2 separate regions of the Pan troglodytes genome follow, and region 2 is linked to region 1. A link is a contact called in public HiChIP or PLAC-seq data. All regions are on one chromosome and are shown on one strand. The core of a region is the stretch at or near the end of the contact, and the rest is flanking DNA. Distances in the headings are between cores, read along the strand shown.

Region 1 (6,467 bases), core at 2,171-4,670:
TCTCTACTAAAAATGCAAAAATTAGCTGGGTGTGGTGGCATGTGCCTGTAGTCGCAGCTACTTGGGAGGCTGAGGCAGGAGAATCGCTTGAACCCGGAGGCAGAGGTTGCAGTGAGCCAAGACCACACTATTGCACTCCAGCCTGGGTGACAGAGTGAGACTCTGTCTCAAAAACCAACAAAAACAACTACAAACAAGCCATATTTACTATCCTACATAGTTTCTGTGGATTAGAAATTTGTGAACAGCTTAGCTCGGTGGTTCTGGCTCAGGATTGCTTTCGAGGCTGCAATCAAGATGTCAGCCAGAGCTGCAGTCATCTGAAGGCCTGCCTGGGGCTGGAAGATCCACTTCCAAGGTGGAACACTACTTGACTGGCAACTTGGTGCTGGTTTGTTGGTGGAAGGCTTGCCTCAGTTCCTCTTTATTGGGCTCTCCACATGGACTGCTTTAGTGACCTCATGACATATACATGGCTTCCTGAGAGCAAGTGACCCAAAAGAGGCCAAGGTAGAAACTGCAATCAGTGTCACACACTGACACTTCCACAATATCCCATTGGTTACTTGGGTCAAGTTTATTCAATGTGGGAAGGGATGACAGCAGGAGGGCCACCTTGGAGGCCACCACATTTGGTTGTACAAAATCTTCATGATGTTTCATATTGTTTTAATACTCTAATGAGTTAATGTTTAATAGAAAATAATAGCTTATAGGTATGAGGCATCTGGTTTGATTTTATTTAATCTTTAAAACAATGGCATAAGGTAGGTGCTTTTAATACCCCTTTCCACAGATAAGGAGGTTGAGGAACAGACAAATAATTTGTCTAAGTGTTCACCCAGTAAGTGCAGGGCCAGGTTCTAAACCCAAGTTCTAAACTGCCAAGATTCAGGGTAATTTGTTACACAGCAATAGATAACTAATACAGTAATTGTCTCAAACTGCTACACACTTGATTTTAAAGGTTGTCTAGCCTCATGCAGATCCCCAAATACTTTATCACAAAATACCAGAAAAGGAGGTTAGAGTGGTTTCAGTTGGAAATTAGGGACTACTGTCAACTCTACCTTGATACTGAAGGTCTGTAACCACAATGGTTTCAGGATAAAGTAATTCACAGATGGCTATTAGTTAATAGAGCCAAGGGGCTATAACATGCACTCCTTCTGTCTTGGACTTTCCCCTAGTATATTTCTCAGCTGACGTTTTTTTTCTTTTTTTCTTTTTTTTTTTTTTTTTTTGGAGACAGGATCTATTGCTCTGTTGCCCTGGCTGGAGTGCAGTGGTGCAATCATAGCTCACTGTAGCCTTGACCTCCCAGGCTCAAGCGATCCTCCTACCTCAGCCTCCTAAGTAGCTGGGACCACAGGCACGCACCACCGTACCTGGCAAATTTTTTAGATTTTTTTCTAGAGATGAGGTCTCACTATATTGCCCAGGCTGGTCTCAAGCAATCCTCCTGCCTTGGCCTCCCAAAGTGCTGTGATTACAGGCATGAGCCACCACACCCAGGCTCAGCTGACCTACTGACCACTTGCCAAGACACCCAGTAAAACAGATTGTTCATTGTTTATATTCTAATAGTCAACATTTATTGAGTTCTTATTATGTGCCAGGTGCTATTCTAAGTGATTTACGTATACCCAATCACTTATTTTTATTCCCATTTTATAGATGACAAAACAGAGGCACCAAAAGGTTAAACCAGGGCTCACAATCATTAAGTGGCAAAGCTCGAATTTGCATTCAAGTAAACTGACTCACTATTAACCATTGTGTTAGAGGTTAACACAATGAGGCAGAAGTTCCAAAAACTCTAGGAGAAGACAGAAGGGTTTCAAGGGCTATGACCTACCAAGTAAAAGGCAAAAGAATTGGCAGCAAGTTAAATTTATCTTTCTCCTGATAATGTTCTTTCAACTCTCAGAGGCTGAATTTGCTAAGAAATTATAAAATGTTGTTTAGGGTTAGAACTCTTTTTACTCCCACCTCCTTAAATAAGCTTTGTTCAGAATGTCCATTTGAAACTTAGACTGGAACTTTCTGTGCCCTAGTTTCTACATTAGCTAGGCCACAAAACAAAAAAAAAAAATTCTAAGGTTCTATCAGCCATATAGATCTCAGTCATCTTTTTAGTCATACTAGAACTCACCAAGTCCTCTTAACTGAAAGGACTCCTGGCCTACCACCAAAATGCTCATGTGTTAGGCTTTATATCTGGATTAAAGTCAAGTCAGCAAGAACTGGTCTCAGAGGAATTCATTCCTCCAGAGCAGAGGCAATGTGTGAGATTTAAGAACTCAGGCCTTAGCATCTGGCAGACCTTTAAATTTGAATCTTAGCTCGCTACTCGACATAGAGCAAGAAACATGAGTCTCAAATATAAATCAGGGAACAGCAGGACCAGAGCTGATGCAAAGGAAGCACCTCGCATTGTAGAAGGCACTCAATAGCTGCTTGGTATAGAGTAAATACATGCTTGGTTTTCAGTAAATAAATACTTGATATTGAAACGATTATTTCAGTCATTGATCCATGCACAAGAAAATTGTGCATCATAAACATTTTACTCTTGAGCAAACATCGATTATTAAAAACATATGTCCAAATTCATTATCCATTCTATTTAATTAAATGCTTGAGGCGCTTGGGGAGCTTACATTTGTGATCTAAGTCTGTGCGTTTTTCAAATGTATCTTTCGGAAGAGATTAAGACACTGCAATTTTAAGCAGGGCAGGTGGCTCACGCCTGTAATCCCAGCACTTTGGGAGGCTGAGGTGGGCAGATCCCTTGAGGCCAGGAGTTCAAGACCAGCCTGGGCAACAAAGCGAGACACTGTCTCCATAAAAAAAATTTTTTAATTAAAAAAAGTGCAATTTGAACACATGTCAATATACGATTACCTTTTAATTCAAATGTGTAGCTATCTATTGTGCTGGAATCAGGTGGGCAGCAGGTGAGCCCACTAGTGGCAAGTTGGTGTTCTGCGATGTGGCATACCCACTTCTTAAATGCACATTATTGCACTGTAATAAAAATCCTCCATATTCAGTGCTTTCATTGTGTATAATTATGTAAACTGTAGACAAAAAATATTCCTGAATTTGTGTGTGTGTGTGTGTGCGTGCGTGTGTGCGGATGCGCAATCCGAGATGGTTGTTAAAGCTCGAAAGCGAGTTTAGCCTCTAGAGTCGCCCCTCCTCCGAGGCCCAGCCGAGGTGGACTCGCACCGTCGCAAGACCGGCCAGGCGGTGGCAATGAAGAAAAAGCCAGTCTTGGTGCTAGGGACCCAGGTGTTCTCCGTCCCGCCCCTGCCTGGCAGCCCCGCCCCTCCCCCGCCCCGGGCCACGCCCCACCCTGGCCCAGCCCCCAAAAGTACCGTTTGCATCTCCCGTGAGCCTCTTCGACTGTCACTCTTTGGAAAAAAAAGTGACGTCTGCACTGAGGTGGCCGCTAAAGTGCGAATCACGACGGGCGGTGGCCGTTGGGTCCCGGCGGGAGGCGGGGTTTCCGCTCCCTGGGGCGCACGTCAGTCAGGAGGCGGAAGCGCAGCGGGGGCGGGAAGGTTGTAGTGCAGCGAGTTGAGCTCCTCTTGCCTAAGTGGTCGCGCCCCCTTTAAGAGCAGCGATTGTAAGGAGAGGCAGTCCCGGTGTCCTCGGGTCCCAGGTAAGTACGACAGTCTGGAGGCACCGGGCAATAGAAAAGTGTGGCTCCGGTGCTAACCTGTCGCCGCCGTCTTTGTTGCTACAGGCAGCGACCTCCCTTCCGACCTTGCCACCCAACATTTCTGGCTCCTACTTGCTTCCTTCGTCTCGTTCACAGCCCAGGCCCAGCCGGCTCTGCACATCCGTAGGCAGGGACCTTTCTGGCACGCCAGTCTACCCTGTCACAAGATGGCCCTGTTGTCCTCCAGTCCTAACCCCGCATTGCTCGCTCTGTGTTTCAGCCGCTGGAGACACCTAACGATTCATTTACTAAAAACCGGTGTCTGTTTTCTATCCCTTGTGTCTTTCCCGGGCTCCCTAGACTAAGGCATCACTCTTTGCTGCCAATCAAATCAATTCTTTGCCTCCGGCACTGTGCCCACCTTTTAAAGAGCGGGTTTGTTAAGCTTTTTTTTTTTTTAATTAATAGTATGGTTGCTTGAATAAGACTTTATTTTCCCTTCTGATTATATGTTCCTTGAAAGCAGGATTAGGGTCTTGCCCATCTTGGATCTCCCCAGGATTTAGTACGAAAGCACGAAGTTTGGAAACCAGCAGCCCAAATAATTCTTACTAGCTCTATGACCCTGGGTACGGTTTCCTCATCTATAAAATGGTGATAAATAAATAAAGGAACTAATTTCGAGCATCTTACACAGTGTATGGTGCAGAGCAGATACAGTACTCCTTTACCTTTTTTAGCTTTCAGTGTACACAGTAGTTTTTGGGTATGTGTTTTAGACGAATGCAGAGACACCATAGATGAATGATTTTTCTTCCTAGCACCATGATTATATTGACTCTATCAATTGGTTGATATATTTGGTAAATACAACCTAATGATGTTTATTAAAGACAGTAATTCTAAATGGTATGAACATCTGCAAGAATAAACAATGCCATATTTAATTAAATGCTTGAGGCACTAGCAGAGTTTACATTTGTTTCAGTCCGTGTACATTTCAAATGTATCTTTCTTTCTTTCTTTTTTTTTTTTTTTTTTTGAGACCGAGTCTCGCTGTCTCGGTCTGTGGCCCAAGCTGGAGTGCAGTGGCGCGATCTCGGCTCACTGCAACCTCCGCCACCGGGGTTCAAGCGATTCTCCTGTCTCGCCCTCCCGAGTAGCTGGGACTGCAGGCGCTTGCCACCACACCCGGCTGATTTTTTTTTTTAATTTTATTTTTAGTAGAGACTGGGTTTCACCATGTTAGCCAGGATGGTCTCGATCTGCTGACCTCGTGATCCGCCCGCCTCGGCCTCCCAAAGTGCTGGGATTACAGGCGTGAGCCACCGCGCCCGGCACAAATGTATCTTTCTGAAGAGATTAAGAAACAGCAAACATTTCATTGTAAGGAGGCTAGCTGTTCCTTTTAGTTTGTGATTAAAATATGGTGCATTGTATATGTGTGTACACATATTTTACAGGTGATTGTGAAGTGCTGACCAATTGCCACTGGACATACTTGAAACAAAATAGGAAAATGGCAGCAAACTCTTCAGGACAAGGTAATGACAGCAGGAATTTCTTTACTATGAACATTTCCCCAATATAGTAAATGTATTTGAATAAGAGAAAATTTAGTATAGGGCAGTTACTGTAGCCAGAATTTAAAAAATGAATAGCAGGCCGGGAGCGGTGGCTCACGCCTGTAATCCCAGTACTTTGGGAGGCCAAGGCGGGTGGACTGCTTGAGGTCAGGAACCCCGTCTCTACTAAAATACAAAAATTAGCTGGGCATGGTGGCGGGCGCCTGTAATCCTAGCTACTAGGGAGGCTGAGGCAGGAGAATTTCTTGAACCCAGGAGGCGGAGGTTGCAGTGAGCCAAGATTGCACCACTGCACTGCAGCCTGGGCGACAGAGTGAGACCCCGTCTCAAAAAAAGAAAAAGAAAAAAAGAAGAACAGCAAAGTAAAACTCTAAATTTGAAATACACTTGTGCTGAATAATGATGTTTAGGTCAATGACAGACTGCTTATAGGATGGTGGTCCCATAAGATTATAATGGAGCTGAAAAATTTCAGTCGCCTAAGTGACATCTTGATAATCCTGACCCTGTGTAAGCCTAGGCTAATGTGTTTGTTTGTGTCTTCATTTTTAACAAAGAAGTTTAAAAAGTAAAAAAAAATAAAAATTTTAAAAATAGAAAACTTTTAGAATAAAGATATAAAGAAAATACTTTTTTTTTTTTTTTGAGATGGAATTTCGCTCTTGTTGCCCAGGCTGGAGTGCAATGGCATGATCTTGGCTCACTGCAACCTCTGCCTCCCGGGTTCAAGCAATCCTCCTGCCTCAACCTCCCGAGGAGCTGGGATTACAGGCACGCGCCATCACGCTCGGCTAATTTTGTATTTTTAGTAGAGACGGGGTTTCTCCATGTTGGTCAGGCTGGTCTCAAACTCCTGACCTCAGGTGATCCGCCCGCCTTGGCCTCCCAAAGTGCTGGGATTACAGGCATGAGCCACTGTGCCTGGCCCAGTGTTTTGTGTTTTAAGCTAAGCGTTATTACAAAAGTCAAAAAGTTAAAAAAATTTAAAAGTTTATAAAATAAAGTTACAGTAAGCTAAGGTTAATGTATTATTGAAGAAAGAAAAATTAAATAAATTTAGTGCAGCCTAAGTGTACAGTGTTTATAAGTATACAGTACTATATACTAATGTCCTAGACTTTCACATTCACTCACAACTCACTCACTGACTCACCCAGAGCAGCTTCAGTCCTGAAAGTTCCATGCATCCATGCATGGTAAATGCCCTATAC
Region 2 (6,690 bases), core at 1,310-3,809, 230 kb after region 1:
CTTCTGATTACACTAAAATATTATTGCTAATTACACAAAAAACAAAAAATTCTTATCTACCTATCAGTCAAAAAAAAAAAAACACAAAAACATAAACAAAACTAAGTGTTATCATTTAGCCAGCCCACATAAAGACTACATTGATGATCTCAGAAAACAGGCACAACTACAACTTTGCCAAAACAATTCTCAGTACAGGCCACACTCGATGCTTAGCTACACAGTGACTCTTTGTTAAATCTTATCACTACCACTGACAGCCTTGTAAATATATAAACAAGCAATTCAATCGTTAGCTTATCTTTTTTAAATATTTTAAAGAGCTAAGGAAGAGTACGTATATCTAAGTGCTGAAATTCTGAGAGTGGTCTAGAACTCCATTCCTGGATTCACGATAAAGCCTGATCAAATTTCAATACCTCTTCTCTTTGGGCTACTACTAGGAATGGAGAGGGACAAGGAACGCTAGTCAAGGGCCTACCAGAGCCACATACTGAGCTGTGCTTCTGTGCAGAATTTAAATTTATTTACCTAATGCAGACTGGAAGTCAAAGCAGAAACTAGTAAAATTCTATCAACTAAAAGGGATTGGCTTGATCACTGCTAGGTTTTAAGTAATGTGTGTATAAATCTACACTCCAGGCATCTACAAAATTAGGCATGCAATAATATTAATCTGTTTAACTGGGACAAGAATCTAGATAAATTTTTCTCCTAGAAAAAAGCACTATTTTAAGCATACTAAACTTTTTATAATGACAAAGATCAGTTTGTCTTTAAAAAAGTGCATTAAATTGTACACTGTTTACTAATTTTTAAACCTTAATGAAAATTTAAATACATAATTTTCCACGTTTTTCCTTCAAGTTTAGATGATAATGCTTTTTGGTTTTTTAGGAAAACCTCTATTTTTTACCTATGACTGTCCATGTAATTGTATGCATGGCCCCCAAAACTGCTTCTTCGTTTTTTTAATCTCCTGGGTAACTGTCAGACTTAAGTTTGTCAATATAAATTCTCACAGGGTGGGCAAAAAAGAGTTTCCAGAACGGAGCAGTAGATTGAGATTAATACAGGTATAAATCCATACCTGCGTATTAAAAATCTGAATCTGTAAAATTAATTTTCTGGGTGCTTATTCAACCTCATTTATTATTTGAGTATCTACAATACACAGCAACCGTTCATGAAGAAACTTAGCTAGCTAATCAAATAAGACAATTCAGAAACATCACCCTACGATATTTTTCAAAACACTGTATCCATATCCATGCACAACCCAATCGTTGGGTTATATACATGGAATAAAATAGTAAAGGCACAATCCTAGGGGGGAAGCTCAATTCTGACATTCACAGTCTCATGGGTAGGGAAAGATCTCATATCTTAAATCAGCAGAAATAAAGGCTTCAGCCTGAAGGGAAAGCTACATCATTGTTTATTGCACTCCAATTTAACCTCCACCATGGAAGCTGTCACTACCTGACTGGCTTGTTAGCTGTTTATTTCGTCGGGAGAGGATTCCGTCTTGCGAATCCTAACGAGTTCGGAAAAAACAAAACTTTACTCCTAAACTTCAAAACACACACACACACACTAAATATATATAATTGTAAAAATCATAGCCATGTTCATTTTTTTTAAAGTCCCAATCTAAAACCTTAAAGAAAAAAAAAAGACTTGAAGGAACCAAAAACATTCTTTGATTTTGGTTTGACGTTGTTCAGTCCAACCTCCTCCTACCCAAGGGAATACATTTCTCGATATATTTGATAACAAACACAAATCACTGTGCGCAGCCTCAGATGGGTGTGGGGGGGGGGGCGGAAGAGCCTTTTGGAGAAAGCCCTCCTCCGTTAGAAACAATAAATAAGGGAGCGAAGCCATGCACGTTCCTTCACACACGCCCCAAACGCACCTTGGCGAGCCACCCAAGGAGGAAAACTAGTGGGGCAGAGCCCTGAACCACCTCTCTTTCTCCATAAGCATCTCAAGACTTGGAAACTAAGAGGACAGACCTTTTCCTCCTCCTTCCCGCCCTCCTTCCCACCTCCGACAGACCCAAGAGCAGGAGCGGGGGCGCCAGCCCCACGCACTGCGCCTGCAGCCGCCGCTGAGACCCGAGCTGCCGGGCGGGGGGGGGGGCCCGGGGCAGGCGGACCGGAGCCGCCGCCGGGGGTCTCTGCGCCTCGCACCCCCAAGCCCGGCGCTGCCGACGAGCGGCCGCCCGGGTCCCTGCCCTCGCTCCGGCCTCGCTCCCCCGAGAGGAGACAAAAGGAAGGTTCAGCCGGGTCACCGCGCGGCCGCTGACGGGGAGGCAGAGTCGACCCCGGCGCGGCCGCCCCCCACACAAAGGGGCTCCCCGCCTGGGTCGCGGCGTCGGCGCGCTCGTCCCCGCCCCGCGCGCGGGCTCTCACCCACCTGCAGGTGTCTGTGCGTCTGTCCATAGGAACGCGGTCGGCGGGGGGGCCTGCGAGAGCCGGGAAGCCCGGGCTGGACGGGACGGGCCGGAGGGGCGCGAGGGCGGGAGGAGAGTGGCCAGAGGGCCGGGCACCGAAGGTAAGTGGCGCGGGGAAGGCGCCCGGCGGGCGGCGGACCGAGGAGCGGGGCGGGGGGCGGGGGCGCCAGCCTGGCTCGGCCGACCGCCGCGCGCCGCTCCGTGCGCCCCGAGCTCCGCGCGCCCGGCTCGGAGCGCGGCGGGCGGGCAGGGGGCGGGGCGCGGGCGGGCCGGGGCGGGGCCGGCGAGCGGGGCGGGGGCTCGGACCCCGGGCTCCAGCCGGCACCGGAAACGCGCCGTGGTCGGCGAGACCCACAGGAAGTGTGTAACGACACCTCCTACCGCACGCACCGAGCTCGCAGTCGTTGCTGCCCCGAGGAGGTGTAGCCCGAGCCTCCTGCCGCACACACGTTCGCACGCGGCGGCCGGCGCGCTGGAGCGAGAGGTTTGGAGCAATCCGTCCTCCGCGCGCACGAGCTCAGTCCCTACTGCCCCGACAGGTGTGGAACCCGCCATCCCCGCTATGGTCCGAGGAAGTGTACAGCACCGCTCCGTACTACACGTCCTGGGCCCGCGGTCCCCGATGCCCCCCGGAGCTCTGTGCACCTCCACTGAAACGCAAGGAGCAGACAGAACCTACACCATCCGTGAGGTGTGTGATTTCCCTTATAACGCATTGAGTAGAGTTACCTCTCCGCCCAGGGATGTGCATTAACACTTTCTACCGAGATACTACGTACAGCCCATAGTCACCGCTGCCCCGTGAAGGTGCCCAACAACCACCTGTAACACACACACCCCTATCCCATCGAGGGAGCGGGGATGCTTAATGATACCTAAAATACACTAAAACTAGGTCCTCCAGCAAACCAGAGAGAGACACAAGAACACCACCTACACGACTCAGCACAGCAAAGATGAAGCTGGACTTGCTAGGTGCTACCAGGCTTGGTCCACCTTTATTTTACCTAACACTTTCGTAGTACTTGCTGTGTGCCCACAGTTTGCACTGAGTACTTAGCGAATATTAATTTATTTAATCCTAAGAACTCTACATAGTGGGTGCTATTAACATTGCCATTTTATGATAAGGAAATTGAGGCACAGAGAAATTAAGAAATTTTTTCAACATCACATAGATAGTAGCTAGAGGAGCCTGGATTCATTCCGGACAGTCTGGCTTCAGAGTCTGCTCTTAACTCCCTTTCTATTTACAGCACTGACCATCTCCAAAACAGTAATCATGGTAATAAATAACATTTACACCATATCTGTCAGGCCTTACGTAGTGCCCACATCTTGGCCTCACCTCATCTGTGACAGGCATACCCCAGTCACTTGTACCCTTGGAGTAGGTAAGGGAAGAGAAGAATATTTTTGAGGGAGAGAAAGAAGCTAACTTCTTAGCAAAGGAGAAAATATCCAGGGTCGTCCAGAATCCAAGCAGGTAACTTCATTACCACATCAAGCATGTTCTCTCTTTTAGGTAGCTTCTGCCAACCCCTCTCCATCTCTAGAGCTGATTCCGGTTGATGTTCTTAACACCTTCCTGTATCAACACTCTTCCAGGTCTAGGCTGAAATTTAAAATCTGTGTAAATGTTGACACAATAATGTTTGTACAAACAAAAAAGACCAAAAATGAAAACCCCCTAGTTAATTGCTGCATATTCTAAAGATGGGATCTTGTGGAGAAATTGGAACTCTTATGCAATGCTGATAGGAATGTAGATGGTACCACCACTATGCAAAACAGTGGGGAAGTTCCTCAAAAAACTAAAACTAGAGCTACCATATGATCCAGCAATCCCACTTCTGGGTAAATATCCAAAAGAATTGAAAGCAGGATATCGAAGAGATATTTGCACATTCATGTTCATTGCAGCACTATTCACAATAGCCAAGAGATTGAGGCAGCCCAAATGTTCATCAACAGATGAAGAGATGAATGAAAATGTGATATATATATATATAATGGAATATTATTCAGCCTTAAAAAGGAAGGAAATCTTATCACAGGCTACAACATAGATGAACCTTGAGGATGTTGTGCCAAGTGCAATAAACCAGTCACAAAAGGACAAATACTGTTATGATTTGACCTATATGAGGTATGTAGAGGTATGTAAACTGTGGGATTATGTCAAACTCGTGGAAACAAGACGGTAGAATAGTGGTTGCTAGAGGGTAGAGGGAGGGGAAAATGGTGATATAATGTTTACTGGGTACAGAGTTTCAATTTTGCAAGATGAAAAATTTCTAGAGATGTTACACAATAATGTAAATATAACACCACCGAACTGTACACTTAAAAGTAGTTACAAAGGTAAATTTTAAATTGTTTTTGCCACAATCAACTTCAAAAAAAATCTAATTTTATTTGTTTAAAGGATATTTCACTACAATGAATTTTTTTAATGATGCAGGCATCCAACCATGATGAGGTACCTTGTTGAACAAACTAACTCTGCCACTAAGAACGATGAAAGCTGTTTAAAAAAATAAATAAGTCTGTTGAGAACAATTGGAGAGCAACCCTGTCATCCAAGGCTTGAGAGTCCACGAGCCCCCCAGGAAGAAGAGAAATACTCTGAAGTGAGTCCTGCATTCTCAGCCGCTTTTCCTTCTCAGGGCATTGTTGATTTGTGTCTAGGAGTGTAGAAGTCAGAAAGAAGCACCCTAGAGCTTACCGGCAGTCTTACTGGCCTGGAGATACAAAATTTGGAGTCAGGTCTATTAAGGCAGCTAGGACTTGAAAAACGAAGATCCTAGAGAAAGGAATCACAGTAAACCTAGTGGGTTGGCTGAGGGCCATAATCCCGGCACTTTGGGAGGGTGCGGCAGGAGGACTGCTTGAGGCCAGGAGTTTGAGACCACCTTGGGTAGCATAGTGAGACCCTCGTCTCTACAAAAAGAAAAAAAAAATTAGCTGGGCATGGTGGCCCACATCTCTAGTTCCAGCTACTCAGGAGGAGTAGAGGAGAAAGAGAGAAGAAAGGGAGACCTGTGAGATTATGCTTTTATTAGGTCTATAGGCATTATGCCCTTAAAAAACACATGCGCAAAGGAGAGGAACTTATTTCCAAGACTCTGGTGTTAACCATTAGGTTTTTGTTTTGTTCTGTTTTGTTTTGAGACAAGGTCTCGCTCTGTTGCCCAGGCTGGAGTGCAGTGGCGTGATTTCAGCTCACTGCATCCTCTACCTCCCTGCCTCAGTCGATCCTCATGCCTCAGCCTCTTGAGTAGCTGGGACTAGAGATGTGGGCCACTACGCCCAGCTAATTTTTTTTTCTTTTTGTAGAGACAGGGGTCTCACTGTGTTACCCAGGGTGGTCTCAAACTCCTGGCCTCAAACAGTCCTCCTGCCGCACCCTCCCAAAGTGTTGGGATTACAGCCCTCAGTCAACCATTAGGTTTTTTCATGGTCAGCTGAGGGATGTGTTGCGTTTGGGAGTCTATAAGATGAACAAGTGGGCTATATCTCAACCACACTGGGAGGGGAAGTTTGTTTTGTTTTGTTTCTTGAGACAGAGTCTTGCTGTGTTGCCCGGGCTGGAGTGCAGTGGCATGATCTCAGCTCACTGCAGCCTCCTCCGCCTCCCAGATTCAAGCGATCCTTGTGCCTCAGCCTCTCGAGTAGCTGGGATTACAGGCACATGCCATCCTTCCCATCTAATTTTTGTATTTTTAGTAGAGGCAAGGTTTCACCATATTTGGCCAGGCTGGTCTTGAACTCCTGAGCTCAAGTGATCCTCCCACCTTGGCCTCCCAAAGTGTGGGATTACAGGTGTGAGCCACCACACCTGGCCAGGAGGGTAAGTTTTAACAAGGCCAAAGGTGACAGCAGGGGGTTGGGTATACAACTGGGTTTCAAAAGACTTAGGCCAGGCCTAAAAATGAATGCCAGAGCAGCAACTATATTAAAAAATTTATGACACTGGTACATGCTTCAACATGGATAAACCTGGAAAAGTTTACAAAGCTATGGGAAAGGAGCCAGTCACAAAGGGTCATATATTATATGATTCCATTTATATGAAGTGTCTAGAATATACAAATCAATAGGGAAAGAAAGTAGACTAGTAGTTCCCTAGGGCTGAGAGGTTTTGGTGGAAATGTGAGGTAACTACTAAGGAGTAAAGTTTCTTTTTGGGGTGATGAAAATATTCTAAAATTGGATGATGTTTATGAAAC

What was found. HiChIP or PLAC-seq counts read pairs in DNA pulled down with a chosen protein or histone mark.
Region 2: a contact with region 1 is called in an H3K4me3 HiChIP or PLAC-seq map of stem cell-derived excitatory neurons, with 5 times the contacts expected there. The contact joins the promoter of KIAA1958 here to the promoter of INIP in region 1. A contact is called at or near these places in 1 of 7 Hi-C or Micro-C datasets (stem cell-derived neural progenitor cells) and 1 of 1 datasets of contacts at active chromatin or transcription factors (stem cell-derived excitatory neurons).

Annotation. Positions count from the first base shown.
Region 1 is chr11:25,761,011-25,767,477 of NHGRI_mPanTro3-v2.0_pri, forward strand. INIP (INTS3 and NABP interacting protein) reads left to right here and starts at 3,421. Exons shown (of 5, transcript NM_001242593.1): 1 at 3,421-3,670; 2 at 5,134-5,214. The coding sequence starts at 5,190.
Region 2 is chr11:25,989,857-25,996,546 of NHGRI_mPanTro3-v2.0_pri, forward strand. KIAA1958 reads right to left here and starts at 2,560. Exons shown (of 4, transcript XM_528391.8): 1 at 2,422-2,560.